Regions from separate parts of the Sus scrofa genome. Here regions 2 and 3 are each linked to region 1. The links are chromatin contacts, called in public Hi-C and targeted proximity ligation maps. All regions are on one chromosome and are shown on one strand. The core of a region is the stretch at or near the end of the contact, and the rest is flanking DNA. Distances in the headings are between cores, read along the strand shown. Region 1 overlaps LITAF (lipopolysaccharide-induced tumor necrosis factor-alpha factor). Region 2 overlaps LOC102157603. Region 3 holds the start of ZC3H7A (zinc finger CCCH domain-containing protein 7A).

The links. A called contact is a pair of places that touch in the nucleus more often than the background predicts.
Region 2: a contact with region 1 is called in a targeted proximity ligation map of alveolar macrophages. A contact is called at or near these places in 1 of 47 Hi-C or Micro-C datasets (embryonic fibroblasts) and 1 of 2 datasets of targeted methods (alveolar macrophages).
Region 3: a Hi-C map of liver shows a contact between it and region 1, with 4 times the contacts expected there. A contact is called at or near these places in 1 of 5 promoter capture datasets (liver), 7 of 47 Hi-C or Micro-C datasets (embryonic fibroblasts, epiblast stem cells, liver and 3 more) and 1 of 2 datasets of targeted methods (alveolar macrophages).

What each region holds. Positions count from the first base shown.
Region 1 is chr3:31,546,505-31,550,048 of Sscrofa11.1, reverse strand. All of the region lies in intron 1 of LITAF (lipopolysaccharide-induced tumor necrosis factor-alpha factor), which reads right to left. Among named protein-coding and RNA genes, the nearest start is that of LITAF, 66 kb to the right of the region's middle.
Region 2 is chr3:31,742,064-31,745,746 of Sscrofa11.1, reverse strand. LOC102157603 reads right to left here. Exons shown (of 53, transcript XM_021086611.1): 33 at 1,381-1,518. Among named protein-coding and RNA genes, the nearest start is that of RMI2, 71 kb to the left of the region's middle.
Region 3 is chr3:31,330,264-31,333,771 of Sscrofa11.1, reverse strand. It overlaps ZC3H7A (zinc finger CCCH domain-containing protein 7A), which reads right to left and starts at 1,286. Exons shown (of 23, transcript XM_021086593.1): 1 at 1,142-1,286.

The DNA of each region.
Region 1 (3,544 bases), core at 984-3,483:
GGGTTTTTTTGTTTGTTTTGCTTTGTTTTTGTTTTTTCTGCCGCACCCTCAGCATGCAGAAGTTCCCGGGCGGGAATCCAACCTGTGCCATGGCTGTAAAGAGCCACAGCAGTGATAATGCCAGATCCTTAATCCACTGAGTCAGGAGGGAACACCCTATAGTTTTATAATTGATTCATTATAATGGGTTATATGAAAAATTTTGATTACATAAAATTTAAAACATTACATTTTTTATTTAAAAATTTTTAAAACAAAAAAAAACGGAAGTGTATTTAATTTACAATGTTGTGTTAGCCTCAGGCATACAGCAAAGTGATTCAGTGATATATATACATTCTTTTAAGACATTGAATATAGTTCCCTGTGCTATACAGTAGATCCTTATTGTTTATCTATTCATCCCAAATTCCTACTGATCCCCCTGGCTTTGGTAACCATAAGTTTCTTTTCTATATCTGAGTCTATTTTTGTTTTGTATGTAAGTTCATTTATACCATTTTTAAAGATTTCAGATATGTGATATCGGGTGAAAGTTATCTTTCTCTAACTTATTTCACTTGATATGAAAATCTCTAGGTCCACCCACGTTGCTGCAAATGGCATTGTTTCAAACCTCTCTCTCTTTTTTTTAATGTTATGGCTGCATCCGAGGCATATGGAAGTTCCTGGGTCAGGGACTGAATCCAAGCCACAGCTGCGACTGACACCACAGCTGTGACAACGCTGGATTCTTAACCCAATATGCCACGGCGGAACTCCCAAACCTCTCTCTTTTTTTTTAACGGGAGGGAAAAAAAGAGCCTCTTCGGCAAACCCGCATGTGCCCTCCCCAGGTTGGTCTCTCAAAAGTCCTCTCACCTGTATGCCTGAGGCTAACACAGGTGAAATGATGTCGTCATCCCTTTGTCCCATGTACTGGGTCTCACGTCCCCTCCCTTCCCAGCAACTGGCCCTCCGCCCCTCCCTGCGGATTTGCAGGCAGATGAACGCCACTGATCACGTGTCTCTGGTGAGAAGATGTGCTCCACTGTTTGCACTGTATCATCCCCAGACGTCTGCTAACAACGTCCTATTTGCCCAAGTAAAATTCTTCCCTTGGCATTTTGTACTACGATCCATTTTCCATGCTGGAGGTTCTGCAGGCTGACGGTGAATGCAGGACCGGGGAGGCAGGGACCTTCCCTTGCTGGCCTTAAGGAACCATTGGGGGAGGTACAGTTAACCACGGCGGGAAACAGCCCAGACTCCAAGGCAAGCAGAGGGTCTAAGACAGTGAAGGACACAGAAAAGGGCAGAACAGGAAGAGGGCAGAACAACGTGGCCAGAGACACAGAGGCAGGCACACCTGTGTCCTGCGGGGAGGTGAGCAGTGATTGGCCAGGAGGGGGGCGGGGTTACGGGAGCCTTTGCACCATCTGGAGGCTGGACCTTTCAGGAGGCCTTCAGGTCTTGGCGCAGTGGTTAACAAATCCGACTAGGAACCATAAGGTTGCGGGTTTGATCCCTGGCCTTGCTCAGTGGGTTAACGATCCGGCGTTGCCATGAGCTGTGGTGTAGGTCGCAGACGCATCTCCGACCCCGCGTTGCTGTGGCTCTGGCATAGGCCGGCGGCTGTAGCTCCGATTTGACCCCTAGCCTGGGAACCTCCATATGCTGTGGGAGCGGCCCAAGAAAAGGCAAAACGACCAAAAAAAAAAAAAAAAAAGAGGCTGGACCTTTCAGGGAGGGATTCCCCCCCGCCGCCCCCAATATGTTCTGTTTCATTACCCAACAAACCAAAAGCGACTCCTGCCAAGGAAAATTCAGACGCTAAAAATAAGCCTCCAAACCTAGAATACCAGGAGAAACCAACCACAGCCAAAGCCACCCAACAACGCCGCAACAGTATAAACACACATCAAAGGGCAGAGAAGGGGTCCGCACTCCGGATCACGTCTCTCAACACAACGAAAACTCCAGTCTCACAACTTCTGGTGTTTCTTTATTCTGATCAAGGCCCCTTTTCAATATCCCTCTCCCAAAAGTCTCTTAACCATTTTCTCAAATGATCCCCTATTTCTCTCTGCCTCCTTAAAGTCTCAGTTTAAAAAAAAAAAAAAAAAGCAGAAGCAGAAAAGAAGAAGAAAAAAAAAAGAAAATGCTTGTGTCAGCATCTTGCGGTCCTGCCACTCCCACCCAACTCCCCACCCAACTCCTCTCCCCTGCTTCCAAGCCTCCAAGGACCAGGAAGCCTGAACGCAGGGTGTAAGAACTCTGTGTCACAAAAGAGTTACTAGTTTCCTTGGGTGCCTCCCAGGAGGAAAGTAAACAAGCTTCCGCATTTGCCTTGATAAATATCTGGTTTACTGGGGAGACGGGTACTTGCTTATTTCCTCAATCCTGGCTATATTCCAGATGACGGGGTGGAGGGGGGGCATTATGACTGTCAGGCCTTTAAAAATGACAGAACCGCCTTTGAAAATGACAGAACCCGTCCTGCCTTTAGCAAGCCTGAAGGTGGGAACGGGCTGGTGAACGGGTGACCCTCTGTCGTCTTTTACAGCCGTCTTTTTTACCGCCTGATCCGCTTCCCCTGGCCCATCCCCAGCCCAGCCCTCGAGGACATGCGCCTTCCTCGTGCGTCCTAATTGCTTCCTGTCTGCAAATGAGATTCTGTTCCCCTCACTGGACCGCATTACACCCTTCCCGGGGAGGGCTGTGTTCATGCTTCCTGGATTCCCACAGAGCTTTAAGACACCAATGCAATGCGTCCTGGTCCAGCGGGGACTCCAAGAGTGTATTTGGCACCTCTATCCCGTGTATGATGGGAACAGCTCTCGTGCAAACTCTTTATTTTGTTCTTTTTTTGGTTGATTTGTTTGTTTGGAGGGCCACACCTGCCGCGAGTGGAAGTTCCCAGGCCAGGTAGGGGTCGAATCAGAGATACAGCTGCCTGCCTATGTCCCAGCCACAGCAACGCCCGATCCAAGCCAGGTCTGCAAGCCTACGCTTCAGCTTAGTGCAAGCTCTGTAGAAACATGTATTTTGGGGGAGTAGTTTATTTTTTTCGGTTTGAGGTATAATAGACATACAGCACTGTAGAAACGTAAGGTGTACAACAAAATGCTTTCCTTTACAAGCATCATAAAGTGATGACCACAACAGGTGTAGGGAAGAGCCAACCTCTCATACAGACACGACACTATAAGAAATCGGAAACATCAAAAGAAAATCGGAAACAAAATCCTTTCCTTGCGATGAGACCTCTTAGGATTTACTCTCTTGCTAACTTTCATTTATATTGTACAGCAGTGTTCATTATCTTTATTATGCTGTATTTTACATGCCAAGGACTTATTATCCTATAATTGGAAAAGTGTGTTTTTTAAATGAAGACAGATCTTTCTTCCAGAAGAGTTCCAAATGATGTGTAGAGGCCCCTCCCTCCAGGAAGTGGAGCTTAATCTCACCCCTCCCGCTCTTGGGCGTGGGCCGAATTTCGCCTCTGGCTTATATGTATTTATTTTTTGCTTTTTAGGGCCACTGCAGCATATGGAAGTTC
Region 2 (3,683 bases), core at 552-3,051, 200 kb before region 1:
GGAACTCCTACTCATCTTTAATATGGGGTAAGAATAACAGTGCCAGCTTCAGTGATATAGTGGGTGTGACATGCTTAGCCCAGAGCTAGACCCGTGGATGGTGCCATGTGGGGGCTGCTGAGGTGGGTGGTAGACTTTCTCAAACATTTAATGAGCAGGTATTATGTCCTCGACCAGGGCTGAGTACTGGGGTCCAATGATAACCAATACTAGTCCTGGCCCTTCGGGGGCTCCAGGTTGATGGAGAGAGGGTCACAGAAACAGAAAATGGTAGGACAAGGTGACAAGAATGGCCATGAAAGATATGCAAGGAACAAAGGAACACAGAGAAAGTAGGTGATGAACAAAGCAAGGAAGGGCATTCTAAGCAGAAGGAACAGTCTGTGCAAAGGCTCAGCAAGGGGCACTCTCCCTGCTGGTGGGTGCCACAGGTGGAGGGTGGCTCAAGGGCACTGTAGGGGACTTTTGTGGGTAGGAGCATAGTTTACTCTCTCTCTCTTTTTTTTTGGCTGTGCCCACAGCATGCGGAAATTCCTGGGCACGGTATTGAACCCACGCCACAGCAGTGACAATGCTGGATCCTTAACCTCTAGGCTACCAGGGAACTCCCATGCTCTTAAATGTCTCTAAAACTCATTGCTACCGCCCCACCTTGGTCCATGACACCATCATTCTCGCCCAGCTCACTGGCGTCTCTGCTGCCCCCTGCTGGTCCCTCCCAACACAGCAGCTCAGGGAATCCAAAAGCATCATTTGGATCACGTCCTCAAAAGACCTCCAGGTTCAAAGAGACTAAAATCCAAACTCCTCCCTGTGGCCTGACAGGCTCTGCATGCCTGGACCCCCTCCTGCTCACTGTCTCCCCCTTACCCACTGTGCTCCAGCCCAGTGGCCATTCCTTCAACATACCCAATTCATTCCTGCCCCAGGCCCTTTGCACATCTTGTTCTCTCTGCCTGGAATGCCCTTTCGCCAGCTTGCCAATGGCTGATACTTCCTTGCCTGTCATTGGGGGTAGTTCAAATGTCTCCCCCTTAGTGGGGCCTATCCTGGACACCTGCATAGTTCTCCGTAATTCCTACTCGCATCCCCTATTCTGTTTTTTCTATAGGCTATATCATCATCTGGCCTTTTTCCTTCTTATTTTTTGGTCAGTCTCCCCACTATACTCTACACTTGAGGAAGGACCCATCAGGCCTGTTCCAGGCAATATTCTCAGCTTCTGGAATAGTTCCCGGCTTGGTACCTAGAAGATGCTCAAAAAATGGAAACTGACATCACAGCCCTGCCTGCACCGGATCCTTCCCGGAATCTCTCTTATTTCAAAGAGCTGCCCCAGGAACCACCCCCTCTGCCCTGGCCCTGGCCCCCTCCACACACCTGGGGGAAGGTCTGTTCCAGCTTGATGATGTTGGCAAGACTGTTCTTGGCAGCTACGAGCCTGGTGCCGACGTGGAAATGATGCTCCTCCATCCTCAAGACAAACGTGCTCTCGGCTCCACCCTCCGAGTATCGCAGCTGGGTTGGAAGAAAAGCAGGTCAGATCTTTGCAGGTGTAACACTCAGGAAGACGCTGGCTCCATGCTCTACGTAAGCTCTGCTTCCCAAAGCCCCAGGCCCCCCCCAAACTCACAGCTCCCTGGGTGGGATAAAGGCTGATGTGAGGGTCCTGAATCTCCATTTCAACGACCAGGTGTGACCATGACAACAATCTCCCAGTGCCCTTCACGCTATGACACTGACTTGAAAAGAGCCAGTGGCCTGGGCGGGCAGGCAAGAATTCTAGCTGTACGATCACTGTAGACAGCAGGACGGGCAAATGCCCAGGACCACACACAGGCATCGGGCATGGCATCCAACATGGCTCTTCCAGGTATGGGTGAAGAACCTCCGGCTAGTTCTTTACCTACACGAGCCTCCCTTTCCAACCTGATAAATGGCGATAAGGATACCTGCTTTATTAATGGGTTGATATGAAAATTATATGAAATAATGTGCTAACTTCCACGTTGGCCGGATAGCGGAAATCACTTAGGGCACTTGCTAAAAATACAGATTCTAGGCCCCACCCTAAGACCTTTAAAAATGGAACCTCTTGGAACAGGGCCTAGAACTGGTGTTTTTAAAAGCTCTGCAGATGCCCCATTAACTTTGCGATGCCCCTGTGAAAAATGTCCACCTTGAATTACGTCTTAGACAAACAATCTGACAAATTCAGATGTGTGATTAAAAAAAATTGCCTGGACACTGGCAAGTCGCTAGTGTTTTGTTTTGTTGTCTTTTTGTCCTTTTAGAGCAGCACCTGCGGCATATGGAGGTTCCCAGGCCAGGAGTCAAATCAGAGCTGTAGCCGCTGGCCTACACCACAGCCACAGCCATGCAGAATCCGAGCCGCATCTGCGGCCTACACCACAGCTCACGGCAATGCCCGATTCTTAACCCACTGAGCAAGGCCAGGGATCGAACCTGCAACCTCATGGTTCCTAGTTGGATTTGTTAACCGCTGCGCCACGACAGGAACTCCTGGAGTCAGCCTTTCTGGCCAAAGTTGTCCCTCCTCCTGATCTTGCAAATAAAGTGTTACTGGAACACAGTCAGGCCCATTTATTTAAATACTGTCTGTGGCTGCTTTTTCGTTGCAGGGGTGAGATGAACAGTTGCAAGAGAGCCGGAATTGGGTGTAAAGGCTAAAACAGTTCTTACAAAACAGCTGGAAAGGGCATTATTGCACAAGAAGAATTCTTGTGGCAACTGGGAAATGTTTTACAAACTATATGTCTGATAATGTCACCCGTTAAGTTTCCTGAATTTTGTAATTCTATTGGGTCACACAAGAAAATAGCCTTGTTACAGGAATAAAGAGGTATGCTATCTCCGAAAACATCTCAGGATCAACTCATGACAATACAGAAAAAAAAATGGGTACGAATACACAAATGTATAAGCATATGTAAGTATAAGCGGAAAGATGTGGCAAGATATTACCAATCGGTGCTATAAGAGAAATACCCGGGATGTATGGATAACAGGATGACTGCAGCCAAGCCTGCTGTCTGGTATATTTGAAAGTTAAGAGACCAGATCCTGGGAGTTCCCACTGTGGTGCAGCAGTGGGATAAAACATCACGATAAAACCGGTGGAGGGAATCCGATTTACGAATGTCCACCGTCCTACAGGAACTTTCCTATAGGTTGGAAATTATTCAAAATAAAAACGGGGGAAAACGAAATGGTGCCCTGAATGGTGGGTGCCGTGAATGTGGGGAGCACAGAGATTGTACATGCGTGAGCGGGGACAGGCCTGGCACACAATAGGTGCCCTATAAACAATGGCAGCCTGCGCCAGGCCAGGGAGGGGGCGGCGAGTGGGGTTAGGAAGCGACCCATGGGGGAGTGTGATCGCTCACTTGTTGGCTGCCCGTTTGTTCATTCATTCTCCTTCACGGAGCATCTATGAGGTGCTGGGCCCTGTGCCAGGTCCTGGGTACACCCTCCAGGACACCCTGATTGGGGGAAGAGGGGCAGACAGAAATAAACAGTGGCAGCCCAGAGGGTGGGGGTCTCACGGGCCCTCCCCGCTAACTCGAGGACCCCCAGATGCCACCCTCAGGGCAGATGCACGTGTGCCGGAGGTCCTGCAGGTTCCAGGTGAAAACGGGATTCATGGACAGGCAGGGAGCCCC
Region 3 (3,508 bases), core at 37-2,536, 220 kb after region 1:
AAAAAGAAGTAAAAAGAAACCAATGACAATAATATATTTGAGTCAACCCACTATGTTCAAAACAGTATCATCTCAACCGCTATTATTTAACTTGGAAAGAATTATGAATGAGATATCTTTACTTTTTTTCCTTACTAAGCGTTCAAAATCAGGTGTGTCTTTTTCACTGGGAGCACATCTCAACTCCGTCTAGCCACATTCCAAGTGTTCAACAGCTCCTTGCGGCCAGTGGCCACCTTCCCGGGCAGGGCACCTCGAGTCTGGGCAGACCCTCGGTCCTTAAATACCAAACACGGCACCTTCTTTCATGCCTACATTCCGGGGGACAGGGAAAATACTCAACTCCCGATAAATTCACCCAATCAGGGTGCAGGCGCGACCTCTCGGGGACCAGCCGGAGCTTTCCAGCTGGACCACACCCCGGCAATGACCGTCCCCAACAGGAAATTCACGCTAATGGGAACTGACAGGTCCTCATTCTTTAAGGGTGGGGAAAGAAACCTAAAGCCTGGCCGTCTCCAGATCCACAAAAAAGATAGGAAACAATTCGCCGCGCGTCCTAGACGTGCGCCCCGCGCAAAAAAAAAGGGGGGGGGGGAACAGCCCGAAATAAACGAGCCAAGCGCACCGGGCTCATCCTTCCCGCCCCCAAACCTACGGTACTGAATTAGGGGTCCCCGATCACAGAAACAGAGAGAAATAATGAAAACAAAAAAATCCTTTTTTTTTTTTTTAGTTAAATAACCAGAGAGGAGGTATTTTGCCAACGGAAATGCACGCAAGCATGGGATGGAGGGAGCGGGAGCCCTCTACGCCCCGCTAGGGGGACACGCGCCCCCAGGGTGAGACCCCCGCCGCCCCCATCGGAGGGAGGGGACAAGGACCCGCCCGCCCGCGGAGCCCCGCGGCGGCGCGCGCTCGGACCGCCCCTCCGCAGGGGCCGCGCGCCCTTTGTGGCCGAGCCCTCCGCCCCCTCGGCTGCCGCGGGGCGGCCTTGCGCGCCGCCCCTCCCCCGCCCGGCGTCCGTTACCGGCGCGCGCGAGCACGAGGCGGCGGCGGGGGCGCGCCGGGCGGGGGCGCCGGCGGGGGAGGGGCGGCGCGCGGGCCGGGAGGGCGGCGGGGCCCGGCGGGACCCACCTACCTGCGGGGACGGCCGCGCCGGGGGACGGACAGCAGCGCGCGGTGAGCGGGCGGCGGCGGCGGCGGCAGCGGCCTGGGCGCTCGCTCTCACCTTCCCTCCGCGACCGGCGGCGGCGGCGGCTCCGCTGCGCCCGCGCGGCGCCCTCTAGTGGCCGGAGGCCGCGCCCGCCGCCCGGGAGACGCGGCCATTGGCTGCGACCGCGAGCGTCGGCGCCGGGGGCGGTGGCGGCGGCGACGCCACGTCGGGCCGGGCTGCAGAGATCCTCCGCCGTGGGTTCCGGGGCCGCCTCCCGAGCGGGAGCGCGGTCCGCAGCGGGCTGGGACCGCGGGAGGGAGCGAGTAGGGCCAAGGGATGCTCGGACGCGCCGGTGCTGAGAACTAATTCTGGGTGGACGTGCAATTCACATGCGCCGTGGGTGTTTTTTCTGGGCAGCGGCCCTGGAGCCGAAGAGCAGGGAGTTAGAACAGCGTCTACCAGGGAGCTGACCTAGTTTCGGGTATGGGGAGGCCTCCCCGGAGACACTTTATTTAGCAAATCCTAAGCCGGTGTTTCGTACTTTGCCAATTGTAACCCTTCGGAGCCTCAGAACAAGCATCGTTGTCCCCATTCCTACACCCCTACAGCAGAGGAAGGGGGGCAGAGCTCAGGAGCAGCTCTGGGTTGGACCCTGAGCGGGCCTGGCTCCCTGCCTTTCAGGTCTCCGCCCAAATGCCACCTCATCCACCTGTATTTTCAACAGCCCACTGTGCTCTAGGGCTCAGCAGTGGGCAAGGCAGGGTCTCTGTCCCATAGCGGGATGGGGAGTAGCGGTGGGGACCCTCCGAGACGCGAAGGAGACCATTTCCGACGGTGTAAACCGAGATTACAGCAGGGGAATGAGACCGTGATGGGCGGGCTTCACTTACGGTAGAGGGATGACTCTGGGAAGGTTCTGAGAAGGTGATGGCCAGGGAGATGGAGAATGTTCTCCAGGCAGAGGGAAGGGCGAGTGCAAAGGCCTTGAGGCTGGAGCTTGAACAGGAGAGTCCTCTTTGGCTGGTGGCAGGGAGGGAGGGTGGGCGGGTGATGGGGGACTTTGGAGTTTATTCTGTGTGGCACTAATGGGTCTGATTTGGGAGTGACAGGATGTGATTTGCACCTGAGAAAAGCTCTCTGGCTACTGTGCAGAGACTGAGCCATAGGAGGGGTGAGAAAAAGGGAGAAACTAGCCCGGTGACTCTGACAGTGGTCTGAGTAGATTTACAAACCAGATGTATTCATTAGCTCAGGCTGCTGTAACAAAATATGGCAGGTTTGGAGGCTTTTTTTTTTTTTTTAATTGAATTATGGTAATGTGTTAATTTCTGCTGTACAGCTAAGTGACTCATATATCCACACAGGCACACCCACATCTACATAACACGCATTCTTTTTCGTATTCTTCTCCATTATGGTTTATCACAAGATACTGAATATAGTTCCTTCCCTGTATTATCCAGTAGAACCTTGTTATTTAGCTTGTATATACTAGCTTGGATCTGTTCAACCCAAACTCCCAGTCCTCCCTTCTCCCCGCCCCCCAAGGTTAAGTCCGTTTCACCTGCTTAAGTCCGTTTTCTATGCACAGACCTGGAGGCTTAAATTAGAATTCATTTTTTCATGTTCTGGAGGTTGGAAGTCCAAGATCAAGGTGTTGGCAGGGTTGGTTTGTGAAGAGAACTCTCCCCTTGGCCTGCAGAGGACAGCCTTCTTGCCGTGTCTTCACGGGGCCTTTGCCGGGTATGTAAGCATTTCTCTTCCTGTAAGGACACCTGTCATGTTGGCTTGCCCCCCGCACCTCATGACTTCACTTAATTACCTCCGGGGAAGCCCTATCTTCTTGTTAGGGGTTAGGGCTTCACCATGTGAGTTTCGATGGACCCAGTTCAGTCCACGACACAAGGTATGTGCTGTGACAGAAACATTCAAGTAGAACTGACAGGGGCTGGCTTTAGGGGAAGCCCCTCTGAGGAAGGGGTTCTTCTGGTCACTTCAGGTCTCAAACATCTTCTCTTGGAGAGGCCTTCCCTGTCTGCCACCTAATAAAATTGCTGGAGTTCCCATTGTGGCGCAGCAGAAGCGAATCCAACCAGGAACCATGAGGTTGCGGGTTTGATCCCTGGCCTTGCTCAGTGGGTCGAGGATCCGGCGTTGCCATGAGCTGTGGTGTAGGTCGCAGACACAGCTCAGATCTGGTGTTGCTGTGGCTGTGGTATAGGCCGGTGGTCACAGCTCTGATTAGACCCCTAGCCTGGGAACCTCCGTATGCCCTGGGTGCGGCCCTAAAAGGACAAAAGACAAAAAAATAAAATAATTGCCCATTATCCCTGCCCCCTCTTGGCTTCTTTA